Linked DNA regions of Mus musculus: region 2 is linked to region 1. Evidence: chromatin contacts called from public Hi-C data. All regions are on one chromosome and are shown on one strand. The core of a region is the stretch at or near the end of the contact, and the rest is flanking DNA. Distances in the headings are between cores, read along the strand shown.

Region 1 (3,469 bases), core at 462-2,961:
GCTTTCTGGCCCCTGCAGACACCAGACGTATGTAGTGCACAGACATACATGCAGAAAAAAAACCTATACACATAAAATGAATTTTTAAAATTTCAATAAGTATGGTAAACATTGGCTGTCCATTGTCATATTAGGACACCTGACAGGATGATTATCTTGGTAGCTTATCTGACTACAGTATGTGATTGGAGAACATGTCTAAAGCAACAGGATCACTGTTGATGTATTATAAGACTGAAGTGATTAAAACTCAGGTAAGGGATGGTGATGATACTGTTAAAAGAAAAGGTGGCTGGGCGGTAGTGGTGCACACCTTTAATCCCAGCACTTGGGAGGCAGAGGCAGGTGGATTTCTGAGTTTGAGGCCAGCCTGGTCTACAAAGTGAGTTTCAGGACAGCCAAGGCTACACAGAGAAACCCTGTCTCAGGGAAGAAAAAAAAAAAGAAAAGGTGTTAGGAAAGGGACATGTACAAACAATATTGACCTCCTGAGAAATGGATCTGGTCTTTGGAAGATGAGCATGGAGCTGGAAATTGATTGTTGACTGAATTGCTTAATTCATTGCCTAAAGCATATTTTGTGATAGCAGAGAGATGTGATATTAGTAGGAAAAGTAGTTGTAGAGGAAAAAAAATAATTTCTATGTTAGGTTAGTTATAAAGTATAATTTAGAACTTAACAATATACGTTTGAACAAAGATTTAAGTTTAGAGAGCTGAAGAGAATGTTCTTAGAGAGGACTCAGGTTTGGTTCCCAGCACCCACATAGAGCTTCTCACAGCTCCAGGGAATCCCATGTCCTCTTCTGGTCTCCCTAGGTACCAGCACATGTGTAGTATTGACTCACTCAGACATATACACATATGGGCATATAAGTGAAAAATAAATCTTTTTTAAAATATTGTTTTTTAAAATAACTTTTTTTTATTTGTTTGTGGGGGTTGGTTTTTTTGTTTTGTTTTTTCGAGACAGGGTTTCTCTGTATAGCCCTGGCTGTCCTGGAACTCACTTTGTAGACCAGGCTGGCCTCGAACTCAGAAATCTGCCTGCTTCTGCCTCCCAAGTGCTGGGATTAAAGGCGTGCCACCACTGCCCGGCGATATTGTTAGTTTTTATAGTAGTGATATATACTCTGTAATTGGATAGCAGTCTTACGTCAAGATTACAGGTTTTGCAATTAGATAGTCCTGCCAGCTCACCTTTAGTAAGGGTCACTCTTGTGACCTGGAAAGATACTAGTCCTTGGGGGTTTCATTTTGTTTTTTTACCTAGAGATAATGTTGTAGATTTTTTAAAAATATATATATATATACATACACACACACACACACACACACACACACACACATATATATAATATGTCTATTTTAAGTGGGCTGTATAACAGCTTCTCTGTTGTTTTTAAAGTTGCCATCCTTACTGATGTTGTTATGCATTAAGGTGGACAAAAAAAGTTTCTATCAAATAATAGAGTAATTTTGTTTTGCTTTTCAGTAGTTCACTAAAATGATAGCCATGATTGTTTGGTAAGTAAAGTAAATGCATAATAAGGCAGTTTGTAATTAGACTAACATCCAAGTCATAATTATTGAATGTGTAGGTGTAGCTAACAGCCTTCATTTCTGGTAAGAGACTTTACTTAGACGGATATGTTTATGTGCTCAAGACAGACAGTTTCCTGGAAGGAAACTGTGGTCTCTAGTTCTTTATAAAAACATTGTCTTTAATCTCTTTCAACTCAGAACATTGCCTTGTACAGACTGTTTCTTCAGGCACATTCTTGGCAGGAATAAATGAAGCTTCCTTATGAGCCTTTTAAGACTTCATAGACTGTCTGAAAGATGGAAAAACTGGATATTTAATCAGGAATCTGAACATGTATTTCAGGTAGAGAATTCCAAAGATAATGAAGACAGTATTTTACAAAGAGAAATTCCTGCCAGACAGTCTCGACGAAGGTTTCGGAAAATTAACTATAAAGGAGAACGCCAAACCATAATAGATGGAGTGGATATTAATAACTACCTTTCGGTGAGTATATGTCAGACTTTTTTATGGATCCTTGATTTTCACATAAAATGTCTTTAATTTAAGTGGTTTTTGGTCTCTACATGTAAAAGTTATGGTAAAATAAACAGTTTTTAAAAACATTACTACTTGACTGTTGGATTAACTAGAAATTTTCTTATCTGTGGGAATTTTGCTTTAGCTTTAGTTTTACTTAGAGTAATTAACCAAAATAAGTATTTGTGGTAGCTTAGTACATAAATTTGTGAATTTTCTTGCCTTTGTAGTGACTGAATTAGGATGTAAATTAAATCTGAGAACTCAGGCAGTCGACTAATGGGAAAACTTAATATGATGGAAAAAATAACAAAAGAAAGAAAACCATGGCAGTTCTCCTTGGCCTGCAGGACTGTTAGTCACTCATAAAAACAGGCACTAGTGTAGAAATGTGTATTAAAGTAAAGAAGCAAATGAAACATTGAACTTTGTTAAAGCTAGAGAAAGGAAGCTGTTGCTTTAGAAGTCTTTTTTTTTTTTTTTTTAACTCTGTTGTTGCAGATAACATCTTTTTAGACTGAGAAATGAAATAATTTGAAGAATAGGCCCATGGGCATCCCTACAGCTGTCCTCCTTTGGTCTGAGTTTTAAGTGACAGTATTAGAGAGATGGGAGAGTTGGTTGCAGAAACTGACAAGAGTCTGTTGCTTTCGTTTTCAGGAAAGAAATGCTCTCATTATATGGCAGGGTAGAAGAGGATAGTCAGGAAATTGGCTTACTAAAATAAGAATAGGATTCAAGGCAGCTTTAAAGAGTCTGTCACATTTGCCTAATTTCATTAATAGAATGTGTTCTGTTTCTGAAAATAAACATACTGGTTCCAAAATTTGCAACTAATACTGGAGCCACACAGAGAAACAGTTTCTTTTTAAATACACAGTTTATTACTGGGCAGTAGTGGCCCACACCTTTAATTCCAGCACTCCGGAGACAAAGGCAGATGGATCTCTGTGAGTTTGAGGACAGCCAGGTATACACAGAGGAAACCCTGTCTTGAGAGCCCTTTACCTGGTATATCATCTCTGTGTGTGTGTGTGTGTGTGTGTGTGTGTGTGTGTGTGTGTGTGTGTACACGTACATACATATACATTATATGTATATGAATTTCCTGTTACTAATTAAACTGTCTTTTACCTTATTATATACAATGACTATTTTAAATTTTTTAAACGTGTTGTGATTTTTAAAAGCTTATATATAGTTTAAAATCTTTGCTGCTAGATTTTCTTTTACATTTTGAATGAGTGCATAGTGCTCTATTATAACAATATGCCACAATTAACTAATTTGGAACTCAGTATTTGTTCATGTGTACTTTTTATAGACTATATCAGTGTCCTGTCATCACTTGCATACAGTATACACTGATCAATCCAACCTTTTATATATCTCCGTCAATACTCT
Region 2 (3,469 bases), core at 497-2,996, 110 kb after region 1:
CCTCTCCCTTCTCTGGAAGTCCCACCTGACTACAGGAGATGGCCACTTCAGTCTCTATATCCCCTGCTGATAGAAGTCTCAGCTAGGGTCAGTCCCATAGACTCCCTGGAAATTTTTTAATTAGAAATAATTAAATAGAAGGGTAGAGATATTGCTCAGTGATTAAGGAATACTGCTTTCATGAGAGCCCAAGTTAGATTCCCAGCACCCACATCAGGTGGCTCACAACTGCCTGCAACTTGAGTTCCAGATAATTAACTGTCTTTGGCCTCCTTGGGCATCTTATTCTCTTGCAGACACATAATAAAATAAGTCTTTGTGGTTGGTTTTTGGGGTTTTTGTTTTGTTTAAGTAACAAGGCTAGAGAGATGGCACAGCACTTAATAGCACTTGTTGCTCTTGCAGGGGGATCTAAGTTTGGTTCCCAGCACCCGTATAATAACTCACAACCATCTGTGACTCCAGTTCCAGGGGATCAAATGCCTCTCTGACCTCTGTGGGCATCAGGCATACATGTGGCACACATACATGCAGGCAAAACATTTATACACATAAAATAATAAATCTAAAAAAGTTTTTAAACATAAAATAACATAAATATAATCTATAGCTCTGTTTTCCCCCTTGAGCCATATAGACATCATTGGAATTACCTTTATTTGGTGTTTTAACAGTATCTCTATTTCCGTTTTTATATGTGAAGCTAGATTACCTTCGTTTGCTGGTATTATTAACATGGTCCATGTATTAATACATAGTATATGCTTAGTAGAAGTATGTGATTTTAATTTGATTTGATGTGAAAATACAGAATTGAATTTTAAAAAATGACCAGGGTTTCAATCTAGTGTCATTATAGACACAGATTACTTCTTTATTATGTGTGTGCTAACACAGTACATTAAAAGAAAAAAACAAGAGAAGCCTTTAACAAAGTCGGGGGTAATGTGTAAGGAGCTACAGATACTTTGGTTCACTACAAACTGCATGCATGTTAAGAGACAGTAACTGAAAGTCAGGGTTTTGGGTTTTGACTTGGTAGTTAAGTGCTTGACTAGTGTACTCAAAGCTCACCCGACTCCCAGCAGCATGCATACACACCCATGCATTTGAAGCTCACATTTAATACTGAGTTTCAGACACAGTCCATCTTTGTTAACTTTATATATTTACTTGGTCTTCATAATATCCTATGAGGTGAGATGATAGAATGAGACAGCCTCATTCTACATGGATTCTTAGTAATGTGCACAGTGCCAGGACATAACCAGTCTGGCAGGTGATCCTAAGCTGGTTGGCTCTAAAGTACTGCTTTTTAACTACCAGACTAAACAGCCTCCCAAGGATATGAGAAGTATAGTCATAAATATGTCCAGATTATAAAGGTGACAACCAAAATTTGTCACTGGGAAACCACTAAAAAGATTTGAAATCTTACATGCTGTACACCCCTCTAATTCTAGCACTTGGGAGACTGAAACAGGGGGATTGCACGTTCAGTGTTAATCCAGGCTACAAGTTTGAGACCAGCTTGAATTACATATCTGTTAAGAGAGTGACAGAAGGAGACAAGGAAAGAGAGATGGAAGGAGAAAGAGGAGGGGGAGAAGGTGGGCGGTGGAGCCATACTTGAACATGAGGTGGTTGTGGGAACGAGTCGAGCAAATCCAGATGCAGGAGAGCCCAGCTGGTGTGAGTCTTTTCAGAAGACTGCTGTGAGTGTACCAGCTCGTCACCACGGTTGTCCTTGCTCCGGGTAGAGAGTAATCTGGAGCTCAGTGACTTCCTAGAAGCTATGTAGTGAGTGAGTGACTTCCTAGAAGCTATGTAGTGAGTGAGTGACTTCCTAGAAGCTATGTAGTGAGTGAGTGACTTCCTAGAAGCTATGTAGTGAGTGAGTGACTTCCTAGAAGCTATGTAGTGAGTGAGTGACTTCCTAGAAGCTATGTAGTGAGTGAGTGACTTCCTAGAAGCTATGTAGTGAGTGAGTGACTTCCTAGAAGCTATGTAGTGAGTGAGTGACTTCCTAGAAGCTATGTAGTGAGTGAGTGACTTCCTAGAAGCTATGTAGTGAGTGAGTGACTTCCTAGAAGCTATGTAGTGAGTGAGTGACTTCCTAGGAGCTATGTAGTGAGTGAGTGACTTCCTAGAAGCTATGTAGTGAGTGAGTGACTTCCTAGAAGCTATGTAGTGAGTGAGTGACTTCCTAGAAGCTATGTAGTGAGTGAGTGACTTCCTAGAAGCTATGTAGTGAGTGAGTGACTTCCTAGAAGCTATGTAGTGAGTGAGTGACTTCCTAGAAGCTATGTAGTGAGTGAGTGACTTCCTAGAAGCTATGTAGTGAGTGAGTGACTTCCTAGAAGCTATGTAGTGAGTGAGTGGCTTCCTAGAAGCTATGTAGTGAGTGAGTGACTTCCTAGAAGCTATGTAGTGAGTGAGTGACTTCCTAGAAGCTATGTAGTGAGTGAGTGGCTTCCTAGGAGCTATGTAGTGAGTGAGTGACTTCCTAGAAGCTATGTAGTGAGTGAGTGGCTTCCTAGAAGCTATGTAGTGAGTGAGTGACTTCCTAGAAGCTATGTAGTGAGTGAGTGACTTCCTAGGAGCTATGTAGTGAGTGAGTGGGCTGGGACTGTTTCTGAATCTCACCTATGCTCAGAGCTAGTTAGTGAAGGATAGAACTTCCCAAGAATGGTTTTAGGAGTGCCATATAATTTTCCTGTCTGTTGCTTACTTTTGTTCTGTAATAGGAACTTAGTGCTCTTGAAAAGGGCTGGCCTGGCAGCCTCATGTGCACCCACAGCAGAGATGCAACTCAGGTGGTGACAGTACCTGCACCCCACATAATTGTGAGGGTTAAGATACCATACCACAAAGCAAATTGCCTTATTAATCTGGGCTGTGCTGGCCATCTGTGAGGTTGAACAAGTTACATAGAGATGAGGCCTGTATGATATTTCCCAGACACTTAAGTCCCAAACTGCACTTAAATGTCTTGATTGACTATACCAGCCACTGTCTTTACTTAATGATTTAGACAACTACGTCTGTTTTCATTGTAAAATGTTTCTGATTTGCTTATTTGTTTGTTTATTCATTTTTTAGGTACAAGTTTACCTCAGAAAGGTTTAGGACCAACTGAGGAAGTGAGTGTTAAGAAACACACAGAAGACACTATTTCTGTAGCGTCCTCTCTGCACTCTAGCCCTCCTGCATCTCCTCAGAACTCCCCACGCAAAGGTAAGAAGGAATGTTTCCCATTAACTCTTCTCAGACCTGATAACACTTCAGCACAGCTTGCTTTCAGTCTGTAAGCCTGAAAGATGAAAATGCTAAGGCCTAGTTTTTCAGGTGTTACTAAGTAACTAGGACTCCAGTACTCAAGTCATGATCCTTGGCTGTTTGAAAGAGGGCAAGCATGGGTAGAAATGAGAGCGTAAATCACAGTTGTTTTGCTCTGTGCCAGTGCTCA

Evidence for each region. Hi-C and Micro-C count contacts between places; a contact is called where the count stands out from the background.
Region 2: a contact with region 1 is called in a Hi-C map of the 63-12 cell line, with 3 times the contacts expected there. The contact joins two enhancer-like sites. A contact is called at or near these places in 1 of 15 datasets of contacts at CTCF or cohesin (pro-B cells), 17 of 484 Hi-C or Micro-C datasets (the 63-12 cell line, the Ba/F3 cell line, the C10 cell line and 11 more) and 1 of 115 datasets of contacts at active chromatin or transcription factors (the 230-238 cell line).

The regions. Positions count from the first base shown.
Region 1 is chr11:54,566,465-54,569,933 of GRCm38.p6, forward strand. It overlaps Rapgef6 (Rap guanine nucleotide exchange factor (GEF) 6), which reads left to right. Exons shown (of 29, transcript NM_001252494.1): 6 at 1,889-2,032. Among named protein-coding and RNA genes, the nearest start is that of Rapgef6, 45 kb to the left of the region's middle. Within about 2 kb of position 1,712, at least 26 of the 459 cell types and tissues checked have an H3K27ac peak or open chromatin away from gene starts, as enhancers often do. A contact at or near this core is called in the 63-12 cell line, where this site is marked.
Region 2 is chr11:54,680,790-54,684,258 of GRCm38.p6, forward strand. It overlaps Rapgef6 (Rap guanine nucleotide exchange factor (GEF) 6), which reads left to right. Exons shown (of 29, transcript NM_001252494.1): 25 at 3,103-3,237. Among named protein-coding and RNA genes, the nearest start is that of Cdc42se2, 110 kb to the right of the region's middle. Within about 2 kb of position 1,747, at least 3 of the 459 cell types and tissues checked have an H3K27ac peak or open chromatin away from gene starts, as enhancers often do. A contact at or near this core is called in the 63-12 cell line, where this site is marked.